2 separate regions of the Mus musculus genome follow, and region 1 is linked to region 2. The links are chromatin contacts, called in public HiChIP or PLAC-seq maps. All regions are on one chromosome and are shown on one strand. Each heading gives the region's core, a stretch centred on a gene start, on an enhancer-like site or on the middle of the called end of the contact. The rest is flanking DNA. Distances are from core to core; before and after follow the strand shown.

What was found. HiChIP or PLAC-seq counts read pairs in DNA pulled down with a chosen protein or histone mark.
Region 1: a contact with region 2 is called in an H3K27ac HiChIP or PLAC-seq map of stem cell-derived neural progenitor cells, with 2.5 times the contacts expected there. The contact joins the promoter of Ell3 here to the enhancer-like site in region 2. A contact is called at or near these places in 7 of 39 promoter capture datasets (the HPC-7 cell line, cranial neural crest, fetal liver and 4 more), 1 of 484 Hi-C or Micro-C datasets (nephron progenitors), 4 of 115 datasets of contacts at active chromatin or transcription factors (embryonic forebrain, embryonic stem cells and stem cell-derived neural progenitor cells) and 4 of 9 other capture datasets (adipose tissue, embryonic stem cells, liver and 1 more).

What each region holds. Positions count from the first base shown.
Region 1 is chr2:121,438,635-121,444,055 of GRCm38.p6, forward strand. Ell3 (elongation factor RNA polymerase II-like 3) reads right to left here and starts at 3,967. Exons shown (of 11, transcript NM_145973.2): 1 at 3,762-3,967; 2 at 3,512-3,547; 3 at 3,077-3,189; 4 at 2,793-2,979; 5 at 2,628-2,707; 6 at 2,462-2,537; 7 at 1,600-1,792; 8 at 1,482-1,524; 9 at 1,214-1,385; 10 at 993-1,037; 11 at 393-915. The coding sequence starts at 3,893. The coding sequence ends at 805. It overlaps Pdia3 (protein disulfide isomerase associated 3), which reads left to right. Exons shown (of 13, transcript NM_007952.2): 13 at 1-53.
Region 2 is chr2:121,219,687-121,225,243 of GRCm38.p6, forward strand. Trp53bp1 (transformation related protein 53 binding protein 1) reads right to left here. Exons shown (of 28, transcript NM_013735.4): 15 at 4,019-4,076; 16 at 1,472-1,564. Among named protein-coding and RNA genes, the nearest start is that of Trp53bp1, 49 kb to the right of the region's middle. Within about 2 kb of position 3,650, at least 35 of the 459 cell types and tissues checked have an H3K27ac peak or open chromatin away from gene starts, as enhancers often do. A contact at or near this core is called in neural stem cells and stem cell-derived neural progenitor cells, where this site is marked.

The DNA.
Region 1 (5,421 bases), core at 2,717-5,216, 220 kb after region 2:
AGAGATGTTTTCTTTTGAATGGATTAAAGTATTGCCCTCCTTTTATAGCTAAATCAGAATCTTGTCCATAATTGTAGCTTTCAACCCTGGGTAATTCCAGATCTATCTAGGTGACCCTAAACACACAAAGTGAAACATCTGACTATAATCCATTGTTTTTTTTTGGTAAAGCCTGATAACAAAATAGAGATCTGGATCATAATACTTTAGAAACATGTTGTGAGTGGGGGGAAGGTAGTTTTGCTTAGTGGTAGTGCATGAGCCTAGCAAAGATGACTCTAGTTCATAACACTTGTCTGGAACAGGGGGATCTAGTCTTCCAGAGAGTCTCAAAGGTAGTTCAGGTAGACAGCACAGCCTTGGATGATAAAGGCTAATGATCGCACAAAAGACAGAAGCAATCAGTTTTAATTTTTCAGCCATGTTACATAAAGGTACACTATAAGTTCAATGAGTTCTGTCATCAGAAGTTCTCATTTTATCCCTGCAAGGCAACTCCCCTCAAGTTGCTTATTTGTCTAATATTCTCAAGGTTAACCTGGAAATGTCACTTTTCAGGATCTAGAAATGACTTAGCTAAAGTAAAGTTGAAGAAGCCAAGCACCTCCTACTTTCCTAGTCTCCTGGCACAGCTGAGGAGATGATACCATGCCCACACCCTAAAAAAAATTATGGCAACATCAAAAATCAAACTGCAAGAACCTAGGATGGCTCTCTACTTGGTCACTGTGGATGTAAGGGACAAAATCAGAAAAGCAGCTGTTGTGTTCATCACCGGGGAAGATCCGAGCCCTCTGGACAGTCTCAGCTGCCCCTGTTCTTCTCCTCAAATTCCAGGATGAGACCTTTAATGTGGGACAGTTTCTGATGCAGGTACTCACAGCGATGCTTCTCCTCCCTGTAACTTGGATACCGCTGCAGAGAAAAAGCACCCTTGTCAAAAAGTAAAGCGGCTTCTACCTTAATACTACTGTGCTCACAGCCTGTCTTACCTTTCTGAACTTTTTATACTCCTGGACTATCTTGTCTTCCAGCACCTGAAACACAGTAACACAAAACTGAAGGGAAGGGCAAAGAGGACAGAGTAAGGAATGGGAGTGACTTCTGTTTTCATTCTACCAAATGTTACAACAGGTTTGCTTGTTCCTTTGCTTAGTCACATTACATGTTTAGGGGTAATTAGCAGGATGATGATGGCCAATCCTGCCTTTACCTTGTGTTCTGGAGTTCCTCGCTGAAGTCTCTTGATCTCTGCCCCCAGCTCTGTGAACCTCTGGCTTGCAGCCCCAACTCGAGCATGCAGAATGCGGTACTCAGCATAGTCGGTCTCAAAGTCCTGCTCATAGGCCTGTTGCTGCTCTGTGCTGTGGATGGCTCTGTATTGCCTGCCAGGGGTGTGACACCTTCAATTTCATTGTCCCTAAAAGCACTTGGCTGCTTACAAGTACAGACTATGAAATTGAAAGTGTGGGGAAACTCACAGGAGATAATCTGGTACCTCCTCAGGGCTTGGGGATTCAGAGGCTAGGAAGGAAGCAAGAAAACAAGTAATTCTTGGTCCTTTTTCCATGAGTATTTACCCTCCTCTCATCAGTTCACCTGATGGAGCTGAGAGGCTCTGCTCAAGCCTGGAATCTCCATCTTCATCTCCCTCTTCATCTTCATCTTGGCCCCAGTCTTCTCCCTCTTGTGAGTCCTGATTTGCTAGCCCTTGTAGTGGACTTGAGGCTAGAGGCAGAGCTCTGAGCCTCTTTTCCTCTGGTTCTTCAGTGGTTATAGGTGCTGAACGTTTCTGTTGGGGGAAAAAATATGTATAACAAACAACAAGCTAGAAGGTTCTTTGGTCAAAAACTGCTATCCCATCAGCTCCTAGGTTTAAGACTTAGCCTAATTTTTAAAGAGTATTCTTTTGTATGTGCTGGTATGCACACATGTGGAAGACACGGGGTATCCTCCATTGTTCTCTGCCTTACTCTTTTAAGGTCTCTCACTAAACTGAAAGCTGGTTTTCCTAGGCTGGCTGGGTCCTAGGTACATAGGTGCTGGGATTCAGACTAAGTTCAAACCTTATGCTTGCACTCACTTGATAAGTCATCTCTCCAGCCTTTTTGTTTGTTTTGTTTTGTTTGAGACCAGTCCTTAGGTAGGTAGTCCAGGCAGGCTGGCCTCATACTCATGCTGTGCAGCAGAGCATAGCCCTATCCTCCTATCTCTGGAGACCTTCAGATTATAAGCATGGGCCAGATTTTATGCTGTATCAGTACTGTGTCAACCCAAGATTCACCCTGCCTTTTAAACTACTCTTTGAACAGCTCTTGCCTCTCTGGACATCTCAGCACTCAGAAAGCAGGGACAGGTGAAAGGAGTTTGAGGCCAGTCAGTGCTACATAAGGAGCTCCCAGGCATGCCAGGATTACACAGTGAGAACCGACTCCAAAAAGAGACTAAAGTCCTTGCTTACCTTGTCCAGGCGTTTCTGGCTAGCAGGGGAAAGCAGGGACTGATCAGGCTCTCTGCTTGGAAGATAAGTGTGGTTCCTAGGATTTTTGGAAGGAATGGGAGAGGCCAAGGTGAGAGCTTATTAAAGAAATGTAAGGGTAGAGAGGAGACCCAGCCTGTCTCAGTACCTCATTTCCCATTGTGCCATGGGCTCACTGGAGGATCCTGGGAGTGACTGTTCATGGTGGCTTGCCAGTGGGTCAGACACCTGTCAGGGGAAGTTATAGGAAAACTTGGCTCCCTGGACCTGGGTGTCCCACCTTATGATGACTACCTGCTGTTTCTAGTCTCACCTCATCTGGTGCCAGCTGGGGATGGCCTTCAGGTTCGTCTCCAGTGTCCTGCCAGCTCTCAGACTCTCTGGTACCTTCAGTCAGGTGTTCCTGAGCTAACAGTGGAGCTGGGATAGTATCCATGGCTGCCCAAATAGTGAGTCGCTCTCTAAGGGAGCCCAGGCAGTGGAGACAGTTCGGCCCAGATCTTGAAAGAAGAGTGGGAAAGACAATAGAAAAATGAGTTGGAGATCTTCTGAACACTTCTTCCCATTTCCTGCAAACTTCTCTTACCTTGTCCTTACCTGCCTAAGCGTTGGTACACAAGGTCCAAGCCACCATTAGTGCCCTCTTGGCCACACTGGGATACTATGAAGGAGAAAAGGCAGGACCATCCCGGGCCTGGAAACCTTAGGTACTGGGGTAGGGAATGGTAAACCCAGTTAAGCCGGCCCCTCTTCCTCCTGTCCATGCCACTCCTCCCCAAACAATTCTAAGACTGAAGACAAATCCCCAAGGGGCTCGTTAGCACACCAGGTGCAGCTGGTTCAGAGTTCCCCCAAGAGGCTGAGACTGCACAGTCTCCTGGGACCACAGCCCCACATCTTCATAGGGTTTAGTTCTCATAACTTGCTCAGACTGTGACCTCTGGCAAGCTCCGGCCCAGAGCTCACCTTCCTGGAGCCCACGCTTACGCTCTCTCACCCCCAACCTCCCTCGCACATCCGGCCAGCACTTACCCCTCGGTGGCCTTGGAAAGCGATCACTGGCCGTACCTGCAGGAAGAGCCCAAACACCAGCTGAACACAAAGGAAGCAAAGTCCCCAGGATCGAGGAGGCTGGGGACACCTGCCTGGCCGGCTTCACTTGGAGGCGGGGGGACTGGAATCTGAAAACCCGCACAACCCCAAGTCCCTTCTCCAGCATAGCCTTGGGAGGCCAAGGTCTGGTTGGCCGGGAAGGGAAGAAGGGGCCGGGGGCCAGTCTCACCTGTTGCTGCTGACACTCTTGCAATGCCCGCAGCGCCGCCTCGTTGAGCCTTAGCATCAGGAGGCTGGTCCGAGCAGCGGGGGTGAAGAGGAGCCGCATTTTCCCACTCAGAGCTTCCTGGGTCCCCTCCATGGTGCCAAAGTCGCGCACATGCAGAACCGGGACCACAGGTGAGGGCCACCTCTGCTGTGCAAGCCTAGGCTGGCACTCCCGCCCTCCGGGTCTGTCCCGCCCTCCACCATGACCCCACCCCCGGCACCGCCCCAAAGTTTCCCTGGCCTTGTGGGCGGTACCTCACTCACCTCAGCTGCTGGCCAGAACCCAAGCGGTTTCTTCTTGATTTGGCTTGGGCAGTATTGGACACTATGAGGAGCATTCCAGGTCTAATGAGAAAGGATCTGCTTCGAGGGTCTGACCTGTCACCCAGGATGTCTTGTTCTGCCTCAGTTTTCCCAGTTTCCCCATTCTGGATTCAAAATCGTTGTCTTTAAGTAAAAGCTGAACCTGAAACCACTTGAGGGTTTCAGTCTCACAGGGGAGGGAATCGAGACTGGTTGATAGTCGGATTGAGTCATTTATGCCTCCGAGGCCCCGAAGTACCTAAGGGACCAGAGGATGGCAGACCCCAAGAGGGACCAGTGCAATCCTTTTTCTTTTTCCGCCCGAGTTGCTGCGTCTGCTGAGGCGGATCCCAATTTGGTTTCTAAAAGGGACTTGATGAGGCTGTAAGGCCAGGTGGGTGGGTGCCTCGCAGATTTGGAAGTCTGGCTATCTGGGACTGGAGCCAAGCCTATCGGTGGATGGGGGTGTGGGGCGGGCGTAGTTGTGGCAATAAATAAATAAATAAAATAATAAATCAGAGAGCAGAAAGCCGTAACTCACTCCCAGGTGTTACTATGTAGCCTAATAAACATAAGAGAAAGTGGCGAAACCACAGCTGGCTCCTTTAAAGGCACTCTCCCCTCCTCTTTGAGTCTTTTGTTTTTTCTTTTAGACAGGGTTTCATTCACTATGTAGATCACTCTTGCTGAACTCACTAGCAATTCTCCTGCCTATATTTCCCAAATGCTAGGATTACATGTGTTAGCCTCTACTCTTGACTAAAAGGTGCCTGCAAGTTTCCCAGCAGGGCTACAGATCCTATGGTTTTGAGACCCCCACCCCCACCCCACCCCACCCCACCCCCGACAAATCTCAGGCCAGTGTTTCCTGTCTTTATTTATTTGTGTTTGGTTATGTCTCTCAGACTCTCTTATCTCCTTTTTTCCTAACTGGGATCGAATAACTGGGATATATATTTTATATTAGTGTGTGTGTGTGTGTGTGTGTGTGTGTGTGTGTGTGTGTGTAATTCCAAGTGATTTTAATGCTGTTCATCTCAAAACAAATAATTTGTCTAAACCCATTGAACAATGCACTCAGAACATGTACAATATGTGTATAAGAACAATACACTCCTATATGCAGGGAAATATTCGCAGTAATGCTGATTTTTGTTTGTTTGTTTGTTGTTGTTGTTTTTCGAGACAGGGTTTCTCTGTATAGCCCTGGCTGTCCTGGAACTCACTTTGTAGACCAGGCTGGCCTTGAACTCAGAAATCCGCCTGCCTCTGCCTCCCGAGTGCTGGGATTAAAGGCATGCGCCACCACGGCCAGGCTT
Region 2 (5,557 bases), core at 2,400-4,899:
TGCACTTGTACCCAGCCTTATTGTGGTCCAAAAACTAAAACACCCCAGAAACTATTTATTCAGGGTAGAGGCCGTGGATATAACTTTATTTCTAAAGCAAAGTTATGTTTTGTTTGAGATTTTTTTTTTCTAAAAGACTAAAAGGATATTAAGATTTCCCCCTCACCAATCCCAACCCTGTTTCTAAAGAATTAATCAGAACTGTTATTCTTTAAAGACCAAAAGTGAGCTGGGCGTGGTGGCGCACGCCTTTAATCCCAGCATTCAGGAGAAGGATTTCTGAGTTCAAGGCCAGCTCGGTCTACAAAGTCAGTTCCCAGACAGCCAGGGATAACCTGTCTCAAAAAAACAAATAAACAAAAACAAAAAAAAGACCAAAAGTGATGGGCAGGACTGGTGGAGCACTCCTTCAATCCCAGAAGAATGAGGTAGATCTGTCTGAGGTCAGCATAATCTACATAGTGAGTTCCAGGCTAGGCCAGGGCCAGAGTGAGACCATGACTCAAAAAGTTCTGGGTGGGGTGACAGTGACTCATTACAATACTGGCAGGGTTAGCAGATTACTACCAAACATCAGGAATTTGGTACTTCTCATTCTCCTAGAAGCACTTGACAAATGATCAATACTAAAATGTAGTTGTAAACACTTAGGTGTGGTTAACAAGCCTGTGTTAGTAATCTCTGTGCTTGTAGGGAAATGGTGGGAACATGAGGAGCTCCAGGCTCAGCGAGAGGCACTGAAAGACTGAAGGAGGACCAAAGAAACAACAGGGGCGGTGGGTGCGGGGTGGGGGTAAGGGTGCATACTGCTCTAGTGGATGGAGAGCACACTGCAGCCTCTCACATATATACTCACACAAAAGAACACATTACAAATGAATTACAAAATTCATTTTACATTACAAATTCAGTTGTAATGAAAGTAAATTTTTATAATATAAAATTACAAAAGAATATTTATCTTTAAAAATAAATATAAAAAAACAAACAAACAAATAAATAACCAGATATGATGCCTTTCAGATCTATGAGTTCAAGGCCAACCCGGTCTACAGAGCAAGTTCCAGGATAGCCAGGGCTACACAGAAAAATATTATCTCGATAAAACTAAACAAACAAAGTCATGCAGCTGTGGTCTCACCTGCTCAGGAAGCTAACGGACGAGCAATGCTTAAGCCCAGAAGCTAGGGCAAGCCTGGGCAAAACAACATCTAGCAGCATAGCAAGTAAAATACATAAACAGCCAACTTCACACAACAGTGTCAATCAATACCATGAAATGGAATCAGCCATGCAATGAATCAATGCTGCAGAAAATACACCAGACAGTATGGCACAAGCCTTTAATCACAGCACTCAGGAGGCAGAGGCAGGTAAGTTCAACTTCAACAAGTTGAACTCTGTAAGTTCAAGGCCAGCCAGGGCTACAAAATGAAACCTCATCCCCAAAAAAGAAAAGCAAAATGTTTACCTGTCGGGTGCAGAGGGAGGAGCCTCACTTTGAGCCTCCTTCTCTTGCTGGGCTTCATAGATGCAGCCAAACACAGGCACCGGCTTCTGGAGACTAACATAATACATTAAAGCAATGCATCTTATGAATTTCAAATGGTAAAGTATCTCTGGAGATCACTCTATTTAGACATAGAGTTCCTTGGCATCCCAAATGCCAACCTACATAAACCCCAAAAGCCAACTCTTTGATATGTTTCAAATTAGCACAATAAAAATCTCTCAGTATAGGAACTAAAGAGGTATCTCTGCAGTTGTGAGCACTGGCTGCTCTTCCAAAGGCCCTAGGTTCCATTCCCAGCACCCACGTGACAACTCAGAACCATCTGTAACTCCAGTTCCAGAGTGTGTGACACCCTCTTCTGGCCTCCATGGCACCAGGCACATGTGAGGTACAGGCACACAGATGCAGGCAAAACACACAGTAAAAACCTTCAGTGAGGTCACTGGAGAGACTCTAAAGACGAAAAGGATATAAAGAGAAAAAAATCAGAAATAAATAAGATGAACAATCTAGTCCCTTTAGAAGGTAACTTGGAAGAGGAACAAAAAAGAGGAATTTTGATTTAAAAGCAAACAAAGTTAAATATATGAATTGAATGGGGTTTTAGATTTGGGATCTTGATAACACCAAATACTTGATAGCATTAAGAAATCACTGTTGTCAAAAGTATAGTAACAACTGCTTAATTTAAAATAAGAGTCTTTATCTTTTAGGGCTTGAAATAATTACATAAAATGGTATGAAATAGAATCTCCTTCAAAATAACCCACTAGTGGAAGGGGGGGAACTCCAAGATTTTATAATCAAAGAGGACTGGCCACTTACAATACGGTTGTCCATATTACACTACTCTCTACTGTTGTCTTCCCACAGTAAAATGACTAAAAAACTAAGATGGCATCAAGTGCTCTGAACAGAGTCCAGGGGTCTTTCATGGACACGCAATACTTTACCTAAATGCAGAGAGTGCAGCAACCATTTACAATACAAATCTCATTTGAAATGTCTTATTTTACTAATAGTTTGTTTTTAATTTTACCTTTTCAGGTATACAGGTATTTTGCCTGTATGTATGTCTCTGTACCACACAAATGCCTGAAACTCAAAGAGGCCAGATGAAGGCATCAGACCGCTGGGACGGGAATTACAGATAGCTGTGAGCTGCATGCCATGTGGGTTCTGGGAACTGAACCCAGATCCTCTGAAGAACATCCAGTGCTCTTAGCCACCGAGCCAAGTCTCCATCCTCTTTCAATAACTTCTTTTTTGTTTGTTTGTTTGTTTTGTTTTTCGAGACAGGGTTTCTCTGTATAGCCCTGGCTGTCCTGGAACTCACTTTGTAGACCAGGCTGGCCTCAAACTCAGAAATCCGCCTGCCTCTGCCTCCTGAGTGCTGGGATTAAAGGCGTGAGCCACCACGCCCGGCTCAATAACTTCTTAATATGAACCCAAAGGTCAAAAAAATTAACAGAAGTCTTAAGCATAGATTTTTAAATTTAAAAAGAACTGCTTCGTGGCAATACCAATGACTTCCACCTTTTCCCATAACCCGCCATCCTTTACTTTTTCCTCATCGTCCCTCCCTATATTCTCCCCAACAGTTCAGAAGGCACAAAGAGGGTCATTTATAGTCAGTAGGCACTTTATGTTTTTTAAAAAATTTAAAATTCTCTTCAAATTTTTAAAGATTTGGCAATAATAAGCTTGAATCCTTTCTTTTTAAAGCATCACTTATTTGTCATAGTAGGGGCTGAACGACAGTCCTCACTTAGGCAAGCATGACAACTGGGCTCGAGCCCAGCTAGCTCACTAAAAATTGACAGCCACTGGCAGAGACAAAGAACTGTGAATGGAGCACAGGTGTGGCTGCCATCTTCAGCCCTGCGCACTCTCACATCCAATTGGCTTTACTCACAGTGCCTGCCTGTGCTGGCCTTAGAGCCATCACCTGTATGTCACCAACTGGCTTGGGTTTTCCCACTGGGATGACTCACACCAGAAACCAAGAAGCCTATTCTCCCAACCGCCAGATGGCAGAGCCTCAGCACCAAAACCTCATATCCCAGCATACTTCACTCAAGGCTTTGCAGCATTCCTGACAAAGCAAAAACAACTCAGCATAGCAGTTGGCAAGAAATTTGGCAAGAAAAGGCAGAATGTCCTGAGGCTGCAGCTGAGCACAGAGCCCAGGACAGTGTATCTAGAACCATCTCCTTTGGCCCTTTGTTTCCCCCACCTTGGTCATCAACAGAAAAAGAAAAGGCTTGAATGGTGGGAAAACAAGTACTTAGATTCTAACAGTAAGAACTTGAATGGCAGGAAAACTAGTAGGTATTCTAACAGTAAGAATAACAAACGTTTGTTATATTTAAAATTACCGAGGAAGCCTGTAATTCAAAACACTGCAGAATTCTTTATGCTGGGCTTTGAGTGTTTTAGTGTGTTCCTCTCTTTATGCAGCACCTTTGCATTAAACTTCTCTAAATAACAACAAGCCCTGGTTACCTGGCAACAGGCTCTGCAATGGCAGTAGATCCATTTTTTCTCTCAGCAGTTGTAGGCTCTGAACAAAAACAAAAGCAGTGAGAGAAAGGAAAGAAAAGCAGACATCAGTCACCCCAAGTCTAATGCCTCTGCCTGCTTGCCACACCAGCAACAACAGAAATACAAACAAGGAAACAAGAAGAGCTAAAGGCCAACAGAATAGACATGCACAGCAGCACAGGCTAACTCATCTCAACCGTTTTATTTCATTTCAGATTTCCTATAGAAAACGTATGTACTTTGCCAGAACTACAATCTATAATATGTCAGTGAAAACTGAACCATCTGAATTATGACTCACCTTCCCATACAAGAAATTTAAAATTCACATGAGAAAATACAAGAGAAAACCTAAAAATGGTGGGGTTAGGGAAAGGAGAGATGGCTCAGCAGTTAATAGTACTGCCTGCTCTTGTAGAGGTCCTGGGTTCAATTCCCAGCACCCACATGGTAGCTCACAACCATCTATAACTGTAGCCCCATGGGATCTGATGCCCTCTTCTAGTGTGCAAATGTACAGGCAGACAAAACACTCATATACATAAAGTACATAAATCAACCTTTTAAAAATATTCATAAACTTAAAAAAAAAAAAAAAAAAAAAAACCTTTTTTGAGACAGGGTCTATGTAGGCCAGGTTGGTCTCAAAGTCACAGAGACCCACCTGCCTCCGCTTCCCAAGTGCTGGGATTAAAGGTGTGCATCACCATGTTGAGCTAACACTTTATTTAAAAAAGAAACAAACAAAAAACCTGAATAAACTACATGGCAAGCCAGGTGAAGTAAAACACACCCTTGTAATATCAACATTTTGGGACGCTTAAGTTCAAGGCTAATCTGTGCTACACAATAATTTTAGAACAGTCTGAGCCATATAAAGAAACTATGTCAAAATAAATAAACATATAGGAAAATAAGTTAATATATAAATTAATATATAAATGATTCATTTTAGAAACACTCATGTAGAAGGCACCCAAGGCTTTACCCAACTTGTTGCTCTTGGGGACTACCTGGGTTCAGTCAGTTCCCAGCACCCACATGGTGGCTCACAACCATCTGTAACTCCAGCCCTAAAGGATTCTTCTGAACTTCATAGGTTCTACGCATAAACATTACACACACACACACACACACACACACACACACACACACACACACACACACACACACGTAAAACTCATACACATAAATTCACTTTAAAAAATGTTTTAAGGACAGATATTTGAAAGGACACTTCCCACAGAAGAGTCAGCAACAATACTGTAAGTGCAAAGCTAAGAGAACACAGTATTTTCATAACCGTGTCACTAAGTGTCAAGGGATTAAATTGTGTTCATTTCATCCGCAATTTATTCCAGTCTCAGAAAAACACAGTTCTTAAGTGTTTCAGATATTCACAAAGCACTCAAGACTCAACATATGCTCAACCATCTATCAAGGAGGCAGCAGAGTTCAGTAGCTAGAGCCCTCCTGTTCAGGAACAGAAAGGTGGCTGGA